3 separate regions of the Mus musculus genome follow, and all the other regions are linked to region 1. A link is a contact called in public ChIA-PET and Hi-C data. All regions are on one chromosome and are shown on one strand. The core of a region is the stretch at or near the end of the contact, and the rest is flanking DNA. Distances in the headings are between cores, read along the strand shown. Region 1 has its middle 73 kb from the start of Perp. Region 2 overlaps Gm33104 (predicted gene, 33104). Region 3 overlaps Pex7 (peroxisomal biogenesis factor 7).

Region 1 (4,910 bases), core at 2,073-4,572:
ACACACACAATTTGTTGTTGCTTGTCACATACCAGGACAATGTGAAAAAAAATAAAATAAAATAAACCAAAGAGAAAACAAAAACAATATTGGCAAGCTTTCACAAATTCAAAAACAATCAACATCAGCCCCAATATTGAACAGCAGTGATGGGCAGTTTAAAGCACAGAATACAGAAAATGTCTAAACAATAGAAGACAGGGATAACAGGAAGGGATCAGCAAGGAAAAGCTGCCATGCAAGTCTGACAACCCGAGTTTGGATGCCTAGACTATCTGGGTATAAAAGCACATGCAGTGGCGTATGCCTGTAGTCACAGCAGTCACATGGCAAGAGACAAGGATGCCCTTATATTCATGGCAATCCTCTGTTCTTAACTTTGTCTGGAATTACAGGTGTATACCACCATGACCAGGCTGTCTCATCTTCACAGGGCTATTAGAGAAATCATACAATTGTGTTAGCAGATACATTTCTCAAATATGTTTTTATATTTAAGATTGGAAATTATTCTGTTCGTGGGAGTTAATCAGAAAATCCAAGCAAGAGAGAGGAGAGTAAATGAACAGGATATGATATGAATTTGGGTAGAGTAGAGAACTCAAATCTCATTAATGTCAGCAGCATGTCTTTGATTGTGACAAAGAACTGAGATATAAAGATTAAGACTATGTTGCCACTTCTAGTTCAAGAATACTCAGAAATCCAAATCTCTCCCCCCTCCCAAGATTTCTCAATTTTTAAAAATAACAATTGAATAAGATCCATACTGTTGACCTGTTAGATTATGATACCTGCCCTCTGGTACTAATCTCCCTTTATAACCTGATGACTTCCTTGTCTTGGGATGGGCTCCTCACCCTAGATCTCCATATGTGTCTTAGTATAATAAATTACAGGTAGACAATCTGTTATTCCCCATACTTATAGAGGCTAGAAAGTCCAATATATGTATGTCCCAGGCGACACAAATTTTCATGAGAGTCTGTCTCCTCATGTTTCTAGATAGCTGACTTCTTAGAAGGATATTGTCACACAATGGAGAAAAGGGAGAGTAAGCTAGCTCTCTCATAAGAGCAGTAGTCCCATTGCAGAGGTTCTGCCATCCTGACACACTTAAGTTCCAAAGGCAGTACATCCCAGTTCCTAACACCATCTTATTAGGACCGTGGTTCCACAATGTGAATTCAAAAAGGAAGAAACATAAACAGGTCGTCCATTGCACTATTCTACAATCCCACTACTCCTCAAAGGGTAGCCCCATTCCCACCTCTCCATCCCATCTTCCTAGCCCTTATCTCATCCCAAAAAAATATCATACATTCCTGTCTGAGGCAGAGTTTCTTGCAACCTCTATGACTTTTAAGTTGCATCAACCATGTTTTTGACATTATATTCCTTTCCTATGTCCATGCCCAACTCAACAGTAAGATGTGTAAGAGTTCATGTCCAGAGATAGAACATGATCAGAGTTTTAATCTGCTCTTCCACTCTGACTATAAATAGAATTCTGAGGTAGTAATTACACTCTTCTCAGTCTCATTATCTTCATCTGAAATGCAAATGATATATCTGCATAGAGATGTTGTATGCTTATATAACACGAGTAGAAATGTACAAAAAAATGTATCTGGTACCCAATAAAGCTTCAATCAGCATTAGTTGGTTTTCTCTATATAAATACTTTTATTACCTGTGTGCCTTAGCATATCATGTGCCACTTTCTGCTTAACACAATATTTATAATGATATATTTGGTTGCTTTTATTTCATATAGAGAACATTATCCTAGCCATAAGAAACACATTTTGTGAATGGCTTTAATACTTGCAAATCTCTACTGGATATTTGAGCATACATTTCTCTTTTGATTCAGAAAGAATTTTTCCCAAGAGAAGAAAAGCAAGAAAGCAGAGCCTTTATAATGTCTTTCATCCCTATAATTAGAGTCTTTCTAGAGCAGAGGTTCCAAAACAGGGAAGGTAGCAAATCTCCTGCCCAGGCAACACTTGTCAATGTCTAGAGATGCTTTTGGATGCCATAAACTAGGTAGGGGTGTATTATTGGCATCCAGCAAGTGGCAGCCAGAAGGCTACTAACTATGCTATAATGGAAAGAGTACACAAAGAATTATCCAATCCAAGATGTCGTTACTGTAGAGGTAGAAAGCCCTACTCAAAGAAGCCTCAATGCCCAAGCCTATCACCACTATGTGAGATCTGTCCCATCTTACACTCTCGAGACATACTAGTTAGTTAGGAAAGAGAGAGTAGTTGAAGAAGTTGAAGAATGGTCTTGGGTAGTGGTTGTGGTCCGTGGAGAGTCAGAGACAGATCCCGAGAATCCCTCTCAGGTCATGAGCTTCTTGGCTCAAAGCTCCTTCTCCTTTCCTCTTTATTACATGGATGCATCCCTGTTGGTGTGTGTCTTTCCTCTTTATTACATGGATGCATCCCTGTTGGTGTGTGTCTTTCCTCTTTATTACATGGATACATCACTGTTGGTATGTGTCTTTCCTCTTTATTACATGGATACATCCCTGTTGGTGTGTGTCTTTCCTCTTTATTACATGGATGCATCCCTGTTGGTGTGTGTCTTTCCTCTTTATTACATGGATGCATCCCTGTTGGTGTGTGTCTTTCCTCTTTATTACATGGATGCATCCCTGTTGGTGTGTGTCTTTCCTCTTTATTACATGGATGCATCCCTGTTGGTATGTGTCTGAATACTTTCTGCTGTCTTGAGTCACTTCCCTTACTTGCATGTCCAACCATGGAATCCAGTGTGCATGACCTCCTTGAAGAACACTGATTAAAATAAGTTTCAAATACAAATGGAGAATTCAGGTAACTCGAGCCTTAAAGAAAAGAAAACATGTTGAAAATGTAAACTCATTCTTGTAGTTTCCCAAGGAGACAGCTGCTTTTAGAAGAAGGTCAAGAGTCTATCTTGTACTCACTCACACATGTAGGCTGTGAATGCCTGTGGTTATAGCACCGTTTCCTCCCTCGGAACTTTCCTACATCAGCAGCCCGCCCGTTGTCGTTTGTGATGAACTGTCATCTAGTTGGATATGCTTCTTTTTTTTCTTTTTTCTTTTAGTTTCTTTTTAAATCTTCTCCCTCCCACGTTTCCTTCAGCTTACTTCTTTCCTTCTGTTTCTTACTTCTCTGTGTTATTCCTCATTTCATTCCAATTTTAGGAACAAGAAGAAAAATGTTCACTATGGGTGATGTCTACCTCTCTGTGTACACTTTGGAGGTGTGGGGGTGGTGTGCAGGGGCTGGAAGGTGGGGGGAGGGGAGTAGTGTTTCTTTTAAAAATCATATGCTGCCATCTGGTGGTCAATTTATATACTCAACCAAATAGCTGGGTTCAGACTGTTTCAAGTGTCTGACAGTGAACTGGGTCCTGCTTGACTATAGGCGAGCAATAATTGATATTGTCTCTCTTCATGGTTAAAGTCCCAGTGTTCAAAGCTACTCCTTCCCCTTAAGATTTTTATTTCTCTCAGGCAGATGGAATAGTTTGTTCCCAAATTGAATACAGAAAAATCTGAGCCTAAAACAAATCTTTGTTGTAAGTTCACAGCCTGTAAACTCTTCCATAGGATTTGTGGATTCCTGAATCTCCCTTTCAGCTCGCCCTGATTAATTTTAAATTTACTGGACTAGCAAAAGGGGGCATGGAACTGGCTGTTGGCAATGCTGGTGATTGGATGAACACTGTACCACTATACTATACCCCTAACCCTCAGAGAGAGATTTTAAAGGTAAAAGTAAAATATACTTGATATAATGGTACAGATACATATTTTTTCTATAGCAAGGAACTTTTCCCACAGAGAGAGAGAGAGAAAGACAGATAGAGACAGAGACAAAGAGGGGGAGAGAAAGACAGAGAGGGAGAAAGGAGGGAGAGGGAGGGAGGGAGGGAGGGAGGGAGGGAGGGAGGGAGGGAGGGAGGGAGAGAGGGAGGGAGAGAGACTATGAACAATGATACTACTCCCCAAAGCAACTCAGAGGACCTTGAAAACCATTTTTCATTCCACAACCCATCAGCAAATCCACTGTGTCTCTTAATCCTTTTTAAATCCTCCTCCATCCTGTCTTCCTTTTCCTCTTATTTGGTACAACCGTACACCAGGTTCTCCCTCTCCCTTTTTTTCATCCTCTCCCTCCAGAGACACTGTGTGTGTCTCTGCATTTTTATTTACCTGTCTGTCTGTCTCTGCCTCACCCCAGAAAGTAGATCCAGTTGTTCTAACAAGGGGCTAGAGACTGACTGGAGTGCGAGAAGTGGAGAGGAGATGCTGTCTCTGGAGATGGCATCAGATGGACAGGGCTTTCACTCAAGTGTAGCCTCTACTTCCTTTGCTTCGTTTTTAGTGTGAATTTACAGAATTGCTTTGATTGAAAACTGAATGGCAAATCCTCTAAGACGGTGGCTTTAGGTCATCCAAGAACAGGATGTTGTAGCCTAAAGGAGAATCTCAACAAAAAGCCCTGTGAAGAGTGAGCTATGGTGACCGAAATCCCTATGAACACTGAACTACAATGACTGAGGTCCCCACAGACAGTGAACTATAGTGACCAAGGCCCTTGTGAACAGTAAGCTATCGTGACTGAGGTCCCTATGAGCAGTGAACTATGGCAGCAGAGGGCCCTGTGAAGTGTGAGCTGTGATGACCGAGGTTCCTATGGTGACATAGTTCTCTGTGAATGTGAGCTATGAAGACCGAAGTCCTTATGGACAACAAGCTACAATGACTGAAGTCTTCATCGGTACCACTCTCTAGTTTCCCCTCAATGAAGTGTCATGTGCTGGAATCGGAGGCACCCGGAAAAGTGGCGTCCATCTTGTCACTGAAGTTATATTCAGGCTTGGGAATATTCAGGTTCAGAAACGGC
Region 2 (4,610 bases), core at 1,578-4,077, 570 kb before region 1:
AACGTGTCTGTTTTCAGTTTCTCCGAAACTCCCAGATCTCTAAGTTTAAGGTCAGGCTCTAAACCACACCACTATCACCATGCTCTGAGTGAGCGCAGAGCAGATTCCTGGCATTAAGTAAGTCTAAGTCTCAGCTGTTTAAACAAACACATCCTGTTGCTTGCTGTGAAGGAAACCACCTTTCACTGACCCTTCAGCGAGGCTGGTTAACTTTAGAAATTTGGAGACTGTGAATCCAGCAGTGTGTTGCAGGTTCAGACCCTAATTAAACTTTATCTTGAGTCATCTTCAGACCTCCCGCTGATGTGGGGTTTTTTTGTTTTTTTGTTTGTTTGTCTTTTTTTGTTTTGTTTTTTTCTGTTCCTGTCTGTTTGTTTTGTTTTTTGTTTTTTGTTTTGTCTTCTTTTTGTTTTGTTTTTTCTGTTCCTGTCCTTGTGACTTCAAGGTAGAACCTTGAATGAATGAACTTACAGACTATTGGCTTCTACCAACCCAAAAGCTAGTAGCATCACTGGATAGCATCTAAGGTATTCCAAAAAGTCCACCTCTTTGTTGTAACCTGCTTATCAAATGTTTGCACTAATACATTTAAAAAGTACCTTAATTTGGGGTTCCCTATTTCTGGAAAAGCACGAAATTGCTACCTCGTTGGAACGTGGTATTTGGAGAAAGTAAAATCTGTGTTCCTGAGCCATAGTCACTCATAACTGGCTCTAGAATAAACTATCTCTTATCTTGTTGAGGCGAGCTGTTTCTCTCATTGACAATAATAGGGGTCTATGCAGGAGCAAGAGTGAGTCATGGTGGGAGGTTGACCTCTGGCACCCACACATGTGCACCTGCTGGTCTGAGCCAGATGAACATTAACCAGCAAGCAGTTGTCATCTCTGTAATGGTCTTGATGAATGCTAGTTTTCTTTAGTGTCATCTTGCTCTCCTCACTTGCCTTTGCTAACTTTTCAAAACATGTTGTTCCTAATACACACTCCAAAATGTAGGCTTGCTTTCCCTCCCCGCTAGCATCTGTGAACTTAAAGGTGGTCATGTTTCTAATCTTTCATGCTACTATTTAAAAACATGTCCAAGGCTAATCTCACTTGCTAGAGGTGTACTTTGGCTCAGCATTCAAATAGGATCCATCCTTTCTCCATTTCTAAAACACAAAAATCAAGTCTCCCTTACTAAATTTTTTATTTCAGTCCCAGATGCCTTAGGTGTTATACCTATCTTAGATATTATACATATATTATCTATGTTAGATATATATTATACATATATTAGATATATCTGTCTTAGATGTTATACTGCCTTAGATAGATATACTATCCTCAAACATGGTCTCCCTCCATGTGGAGCTTGGAGATCTGAGATGTGCAAGCTTGTGGTATCTGAGAAAACCGCAGAAGCACGGTGACCCCTCTCATGTTTGATACCCATCTCTCCTTATGGTGATTTACACGAAAATGGCTCTCGCGGGCTTCCAAATTTCAATTCTTAGTCACCAGGTTATGAAACCGAGAAGGCTTAGGGGGATTAGGAGGTGTTGTCTTACTGAGAGTGGACTTTGAGACTGCAAAAGCCTACACTGGGCCCTGTGTCTCTCCCTCTGTCTTCTTGATGCCCGTGGAACAGGATGTAAAGCTGCCTGCTTGCCTGCCTGCTGCCATGCTCCCTGCCATGGTGACAAAAGACCAATCCTCTGAAGCTGTAAGCCAGCACCCAGTGAAATGTCTTCTTTTCTAAGAGAAAACATTTGGTCATGATCCCTTTTCAACAATACAAAGGTAACTAAGACATCCCTGAAGCAGGTCAGACCCAAATGTTGGCTGGTTTTATGTCAACTTGACCCAAGCTAGAGGAATCAGAGAGGAGGGAGCCTCACTTGAGACAATGACTCTTAAGATCCAGCTGTAAGGCATTTTCTCAATTAGTGACCAATGGAGCCGGGCCCAGCCACTGTAGGTGGCACCATCCCTGGCCTCCTACAAGAAAGCAGGCTGAGCAAGCCATGAGGAGCAAGCCAGTAAGCCGCACCCCTCCATGCTCTGTATCAGCTCCTGCCCTGAATGAACTCCTGCCCTGTTTGAGTTCCTGTCCTCACTGCTTTTGAGGATGAACTGTTCTGTGAAACTTGGGGCTAGAAAAGCCATTGAGTCACTTCTGTAAGAGCTTGCTGCAAACAGTAAAAAAAAAAAAAAAACCTGGAGGCCTAGCTTGTGCAGTGTCAGCGGGAAGAAAAGACTCTACAGGACATTTTGTGTGAAGGATCTGTAGTTTTGGTTAGCTGGGGATGAAGAACCATCTGTGATGAACAAGATACCAGAACTACTAAAGTAAAATCCTTGCTGGATACTCAATGCTGGTTGGCCAGAGCTGAGAATTTAGCCACGATTACGAAGAAAGCAGCATTGTTGGGGTAAAACTTTCGGGGGAAGTGTTTTCAAGAGATTCAGCACACAGAAGCTGTGTTCCAGACAAGGCCATAAGTTGGACCTTGCGCTGGTAGCTGAACTTGATAGTGCGCCAACAAGGAAACACTGCCTTGAGAGCCTCAGTCTGTTGGCTCAGTCTCAGATCTGATCTCTGGGCCAGAGCTTTTGGTCCGAATCTCAGCTCTGGTACTTGGTATTTGGTATTTGTATGGCATGAGCACGTGATAAACTTCTGTGTCCCGGTTTCCTCATTTGTAAATTTCAATTAAAAATCATAGACAATGCATCATATAAATGCACACGTGATTTTAATGTACTAGCAACAGTGTTTACACTGCAAAGGTTGTCATGGCAGCTGCTTGATCCATGTACATCGCTCAGAACGATGTAGGGTACATGCTGAGCTGCATAAAGTATTATTTTTGCTTTTGAATTTCGTCCGTTTCACATTGGGGGTGGGGACACATGTTTTTGTACTTAGGGGTTTTAACTTGGAAATCAGAAAACGGTTCTGGTTCTAAATAGCTGGAGCTAACCAACAACCTTGCGGGGGGGGGGGGGGGCGCCTCACCCCATCACAACCGCTTGAGGATGCTGCCCCCTGGTGGTCCTTCTCCGGGGCTTCTACCACTCTGTTTCAGTCATGCCAGAATTTTGTTTGTCTTCTCCTTCCTTTAATCTAAAGGTCAACCTATCAGCAGCTGCAGCATTCCCTCACAAGCGTTTCTCAAAACACAGTTTGTAAGTCGCAGATGTACATATGCATTTCCACCGTTTGGGTGGCAGCTAAACGTTATACTTTTGGTAGGAATGTTTAGAAATGGTGAGAAAATTATGTGTCCACTCAGAGCACCTATTATGTAATCTTTTTAATTGATACACTTGAAAATGAGGTAAGTACCTGAGGATTCAAGCAGAGTCCTCTTTAGTACTGATATAAGCATTCATATTTAAAAAAATCATTCTTATGGACTCTAGGATAAATGTCCTATTGCATACCAAAATATAGAGTTTAAAAATATTAACGTCATTACTTTGACAAAATTTCTCAGGATCAAAGAGATAAAAGTTACAATGTTTGCACTTATGCTGCACATGTGTACTCTGTTTGGTCCTGTTTTCACCTGGTCATCTGCAGTGCCCACCCCAGCAACCTCTATCTTATTTCTTCAGGAATTTTCCACAATAACAAACAAACAAACATAAAACAAACAAACAAAAACCATTTGTTTTCAAGAGGAACTATGCAAAACTCTTCCTTTTCGGTTCTTTTGCAAACTTACATGACCCTGGAAGGTAGCTCAAGGGCGGATCACCTCGTCTGGATCACCTCTGTTACACAATTCCTAGCACCAAAAAAGGCAACATCAGAAGATCGGTGAATACTTTTTTTTTTCCTTTTAACACATTTGCTATCGTTTCTGATGGAGAATAAAGAATGAGTCTGAAGTTGTTAGGCGCTCGCTCAGCCGGCTGGAAGCCCGACATTCTCTCTATGCTTCTGCTGCCCGGCATTGTGGACAGAACATTACTCAAACCACAGGCTCCAGACTCCCAGGTAACTGAAGCCAGCAGGAAGCTCTGTTTGATATCAAGTGTGTGCTTTATCGACCTTTTTGTTGTGATGGGAAGAAGGGAACCAGCTTTGCTTTTATCTTGCCCTGTCGTAACATTGCCCAGTAGGTGGAGGCTTTTTTGGTGCACTGTGGCCAAACTCTTTGATAGATGCTGAATTTGTGATCATAAATTTTCTATAATAATAATAATGATAATAATAATAATAATAAATCAATGTTCTTTCCATCACCGTTACTAACATAAAATCTTACACAGCCACGTGTTTTATTAAAGCGGATCTAAAATTCTGCATTCAGGAACCACCACATAGAAAATACAACTTAATTTTCTTTCCTAAGAGACAGAAGCCTGTCCGTCCAGGGACAAAGGCTTACATCTAACAAAGCAATTTTGAACTTTGGAGTCAACCATATAGACTTTGAGCTAAACACAGTCTCGGTGTCTTATTATATTAGAAATACTCCTGCAGAATAAGAAAATAAAGTGTCTTTGTTTCCTCTACAAGTACTTAGTTTTCAATGAGCAAGTTAGAGTTTTTATATTTCATTTAATGAATATGCCCCCCCAATTGTTTTGCTTTTACACATGTGATGAAGCTAT
Region 3 (4,945 bases), core at 1,431-3,930, 970 kb before region 1:
CTGGCTGTTGAAGATTCTGAAACAAATTCTACTGGATGGTGATTATTTTTAGGGCCATTGAAGATAGCTCTCTCATGTACCAGAATTATTCCCATTTGGTACATTTAAATTTATTCTTTTATCCCTACCATTCTTAGATCCCCAAATATTACTTGCTTTCATCTACTAATGTGACTGTTCATTTAAACAATGCCAATCTTATTTGAATAATGTAAAATATAATCTTTATACTTTTTTCTTTATTGTGAGAGTGTTTCTCTGTATAGTCCTGGCCATCCTGGAACACTCTCTGTAGACCAGGCTGGCCTCAAACTCAGAGATCTGCCTGCCTCTGCCTCCCAGGGCAGATTAAAGGCGTGTGCCACCACCATCCAGCTGTTCTCTAAAATTTTGAGCTTGTTTTTCAAAGGAGAAAAGTTTCCTCCAACTGTCCCATTAAAATGTAGTAAATATAAAAACCGTAAGGAAGAGCTGGAGGCATGGCTCGGTGGTACAACGTGTGTTTCTCATGCTTGAGGCCCCAGCTCTCTCTTCAGCACCAGTGCAGACAACAAACAGATCCTCTGAAGGCTGAAAACATCTCCATTTTGGCATCTCATCATTGAGTTTTCCTCTTTGATGTAAAACCACTATTATGGTTTTCCTCTCTGTTGCTCATCACTGTGAGTAGTTCTTAGGCATTGTGATGGTTTGAGAATATGTCGAGGTGAGTATCCTGATGGTGACGTATCTCCCCTTGGCTCGCCACCAGCCTGCTCTTGCACAGAGCACCCAGTAGGATGTGGGGTTGACCAAGTCTGTCTCTTCTATCAGGAGATCAGACTCTGAGGATCTGGGATGTGAAGACCACAGGAGTACGGATTGTGATTCCAGCACATCAGACGGAAATCCTGAGCTGTGACTGGTGTAAATACAATGAGGTACAGGGGTTCCGTAGAGAGCACTCTTCCCAGTGTTAACACCCCCTTATCTGTCCTGTTGATGAGCACTTTGATGTTGTTTCTGGACCCTTAGGTTAAACTCCGTCTCTGTAACTTGTTGTGAGTAAGGGACTGACCTGCGTTAGTATTAGTTGGACCTAAGTGCTCCTAAAACAGGCAAAGAAAGGAACAGATATTCTTTGTTTGTTTGTTTGTTTTGGTTTTTCGACACAGGGTTTCTCTGTGTAGCCTTGGCTGTCCTGGAACTCACTTTGTAGACCAGGCTGGCCTAGAACTCAGAAATCCGCCTGCCTCTGCCTCCCGAGTGCTGGGATTAAAGGCGTGTGCCACCACGCCCGGCAGGAACAGATATTCTTACAAGTTCAACAGTGCAGCCTTCCTTGTTTGTTTTGGGAAACTGCTTTACAATTTTTGTAATTTGTATATGTGTGATTGCTCTTAACCTCACTGTTGAACTGTTTATAACCCAGTTTTTAATTTGACAGTCCATTAGTTTTAAGAATTTTGTTTTATCTTTCTTTTTAAGCTGAACTAATTTTCATGCTTGTATAAGATGGTGGTGCCCATGTGAAACTTTTTGTAATGCTTCAGTTAAAACATCTGAGTGTGAGAATTAAAAGCAGGAATTCAGGAATAAATTGATTGTATTAATATACTATCTGTATGCCTCAACAGGCCTTGTAGCTGAAAACTGAAAATACCTACCTTGTTTTTGCTTTCCCAGCTTTAAACTCACTTGTGACAATTAAAAGAATACCACATTGTCAGAACTCTTTTAGTAAAAAGAAAGACAATATGCATATTCAATAGAAATATTTAGGCTTAGAAAACCGAACAAAACTTAACTAACACTCTGCTTTTTCAACTATGAGTCACCTTGAAAGGGGTTCCCCCACCCATGAACATATGAGTGCCTGTAAGCATGCATATGTGAGTGCATACATGTATGTGTGTGTGTGTGTGTTTATGTGTGTGTGTGTGTTTCCTGCATATCGGACTCAAATGTGTTTATACTCGCTAGGCAAGCACTCTCTTACTGAGCTACATTCTCAGCCCAGCAACCACAGCCTGCCTTTAATATCTGGTACGACCTCAGTATGTTTTAAACTGTTTAAAAAGAAGGATCAGCTGATTTGTCCAATATCTTTTAACCTCTTATGTGTGCGTAGTATTTGAAAAGGTAAGTTAGAAAATCTACAATGCTGTTTGAGACTTGCTTTGTCCCTTGTGTGTAGTGTTCTATCATACACTTTAAACATAGTTCCTGTCCTCTGTAGTTATATAGTTTTGATTTTGCTACGAAATGGCTATTTTGGTTCCTTTCTATGATTATTATGCAATTAAAAAATAGATCCTGGGTGTATATTTAATTACAAAAATGTATTTTTTAGTTTCTAGTTTCTAGTGAGAGATTGCAAACATCTCATAGTTTTGTTTTGTTTTTTTCTGAATTGTTTTCAGAACTTGGTGGTGACAGGTGCGGTTGACTGTAGTTTGAGAGGCTGGGACTTAAGGAATGTGCGACAGCCTGTGTTTGAACTTCTCGGTCACACATATGCTATCAGGAGGGTGAAAGTAAGTCTTTCTCTTTTCTATACAGAGTGAAAACGTAACCAGTAGTCGGTGAAGTTTGTACAAAGTGTTTAGGGATGCAGTTTTACAGAGCTGGGGGGGAGCCTGGGCCGTGCTCATCCTAGGCCAATGCCCTGCCACGGAGCTCCACCCTCCGCTCTGGGTTTCCTGAGACAAGGTCTCGTTCTGTAGGTCAGGCGACTTTAAAATTATATTCCTCCTGCCTCAGCCTCCCAAGTGCCGGCATTGTTGATTGTTGTGTGTGTTTTTGTCATCCAATTAAGGATGATATTGGAAGCTAAAATTAGGTTATATATTTGAGTAAGCTGGAATGATATAAAAATTCACTACTTGATGTTAACTAAAAATAACTTTCTTACCTTATTACCCAGCTGACTATTTCTTTTAACAGTATTTCTAAGTGTGTTAGTTTATATTTAGGGAATATGTTTCACAATTGCCCATTTGATGAGAGTGTGTGAATGGAGAGGTAGTAATTTTTTTCTCTAGCATGACAGTGTATATAAAAGTTAAAACTATGCAGGATGTAGAAACGATTCGGTGTGTGAACAGAAGGAGAGCAAACCTTTTAACAGTGCCTCTAGTAGGTGTGCCTGCATAGTGAGGGAAGTTAGTTTATCTCCCCAGCTTCCTGTCAGGTGATTCTGCTGTGGTGCTGTGAAAACCTCCCCACTCAGTGGCATCTCCTGATTATCAGTTCTCTACATTAACAGCTACAAAGTACTTTACTGCTGTTTCCAATATGATAGTTGTGCAATATCCCGATTTTACATATTTCAAATAGCATTAAATTAATATTTAGATTGTATTACTCAATGTAATTTTAAATATGTAGTACATAGTAGATTTAACTTTGACTTCTTTGGGAATTCCATACATGCATACAGAGTATTTGCTCATACCTACTCTTCCCCAACTCCACCAGGACCCTGGCACATACATCCCTCCTAGCTTCGTGTCCTCGCTCTGTCTCTGTCTCTCTCTGTCTCTCTGTCTCTCTCATCCACTGAGCCCAGTTAGAGCTGCTTCGTGCACATGGATGTACAAGCACCCACTGGAGTCTGGGCATTCCACCAGGGAAAACCGTCTCCCCCTCCTGTGTAGCCATTAACTGCCAGTAGCTTTCAGTTAGAGATGGGCCTTAGGAGCCCTCATCCATTTGTGCTCCTGTGTGCTCTGTCCTGACCTGGGGCAGATCTTCTGAAGGCAGCCACAGCTGTGAGAGTTCACGAGGACAGCAGCTGTCTTGTGCTGAGGACAGACAGTGTCTCACAGCAGTCCTCCCCCTCCAGTTCCCACAGTCCTCCATCTCCTCCTGTGTTCCCTGAGCTTTGTAGAAGGGCCTGAGCCATCCTTAGTTATGGATTCTTCTCACTCCAGTTGTCGGCTTTTGTGATAACTACCATCTACTACAAAAATAAAAATAAGCTTTTCTATGTGTTTTGTTTGTTTGTTTGTTTGTTTTGTTGGGTTTTTGTTTTGTTTTGTTGGTTTTTTTTGTTTTTGTTTTGTTTTTGTTTTTTTTCAAGACAGGGTTTCTCTATGTAGCCCTGGCTGTCCTTAAACTCACTTTGTAGACCAGGCTGGCCTCGAACTCAGAAATCCACCTGCCTCTGCCTCCCAAGTGCTGGGATTAAAGGCGTGCGCCACCACCGCCCGGCCTGTGTTTTTAATAATGGTCTTACAGGGACAGGTTTCAGTGGTAGACAGAGTTTTTCTGTATTTCAGATTTTTTGTGGGGACAAATTAAGGTAATATAGTAAAAAAAATACTTTGCACGCTGTGTGAAGTGCTATTCAGGTACAGTTACAGGGATGGGAAGGTGACTCAGCTGTAGATTGCTTGCTTAGCATAGAGGCCTGGGTGTGACCCCCATTAGCACATAACTGGGTGGTCCATGTCTGTAATCCCAGCACTTGGAATGAGAAGCAGGAGGATGAGTGTTCAGATGACCCTCAGCAAGGTTGAGGCTGGCCTAGGCTTCATGAGACCCTCCATCAAATGTAGAAAGCATGTTAGAAATTATCTCTGTGAAGCTTGCGGGATTTCTTTGGAGAATGTAAAAATAAAAGATCTTTCTATAAATGTCTATTTGAAAGGTCAGCATAAGTGTGTAAGGCCTAGGAAGGTGCAGTTGTGATAAGTGGTTGTGTTTCTGGGGTGACGTGGAGTGGCAGTCCGTGACTGTCTGACTTCTCTCTCCTGCAGTTTTCACCGTTCCACGCCTCCGTGCTGGCCTCCTGCTCCTATGACTTCACTGTAAGGTACAGAGACCTCTCTAATACATCCTGTGTGCAACACTTAGTAGTGTTTGTATGTGTGCAACTTCGCTGAGACCTGAGGGATTGCTTTACTAACAGTACCCACTTTTCCTGCCTTTTATTCTTCTCTCCTCCTAACAAGTAAGTCTG

Evidence for each region. A called contact is a pair of places that touch in the nucleus more often than the background predicts. ChIA-PET counts read pairs in DNA pulled down with a chosen protein or histone mark.
Region 2: an RNA polymerase II ChIA-PET map of memory CD8 T cells shows a contact between it and region 1, with 164 read pairs. The contact joins two enhancer-like sites. A contact is called at or near these places in 26 of 484 Hi-C or Micro-C datasets (the AML12 cell line, B cells, CD4 T cells and 17 more), 6 of 115 datasets of contacts at active chromatin or transcription factors (Th17 cells, bone marrow-derived macrophages, effector CD8 T cells and 3 more) and 1 of 9 other capture datasets (embryonic stem cells).
Region 3: a Hi-C map of regulatory T cells shows a contact between it and region 1, with 4 times the contacts expected there. The contact joins two enhancer-like sites. A contact is called at or near these places in 12 of 484 Hi-C or Micro-C datasets (B cells, the HPC-7 cell line, cardiomyocytes and 8 more) and 1 of 115 datasets of contacts at active chromatin or transcription factors (microglia).

The regions. Positions count from the first base shown.
Region 1 is chr10:18,915,628-18,920,537 of GRCm38.p6, reverse strand. No RefSeq gene overlaps it. Among named protein-coding and RNA genes, the nearest start is that of Perp, 73 kb to the right of the region's middle. Within about 2 kb of position 3,322, at least 53 of the 459 cell types and tissues checked have an H3K27ac peak or open chromatin away from gene starts, as enhancers often do. A contact at or near this core is called in the HPC-7 cell line, the P5424 cell line, Th1 cells and 6 more, where this site is marked.
Region 2 is chr10:19,490,123-19,494,732 of GRCm38.p6, reverse strand. Gm33104 (predicted gene, 33104) reads right to left here. Exons shown (of 4, transcript NR_152784.1): 2 at 3,716-3,778. Among named protein-coding and RNA genes, the nearest start is that of Gm33104, 5.7 kb to the right of the region's middle. Within about 2 kb of position 2,827, at least 26 of the 459 cell types and tissues checked have an H3K27ac peak or open chromatin away from gene starts, as enhancers often do. A contact at or near this core is called in the P5424 cell line, Th1 cells, Th17 cells and 5 more, where this site is marked.
Region 3 is chr10:19,884,631-19,889,575 of GRCm38.p6, reverse strand. Pex7 (peroxisomal biogenesis factor 7) reads left to right here. Exons shown (of 10, transcript NM_008822.2): 6 at 814-920; 7 at 2,403-2,516; 8 at 4,743-4,798. Among named protein-coding and RNA genes, the nearest start is that of Pex7, 21 kb to the left of the region's middle. Within about 2 kb of position 2,680, at least 17 of the 459 cell types and tissues checked have an H3K27ac peak or open chromatin away from gene starts, as enhancers often do. A contact at or near this core is called in the HPC-7 cell line and regulatory T cells, where this site is marked.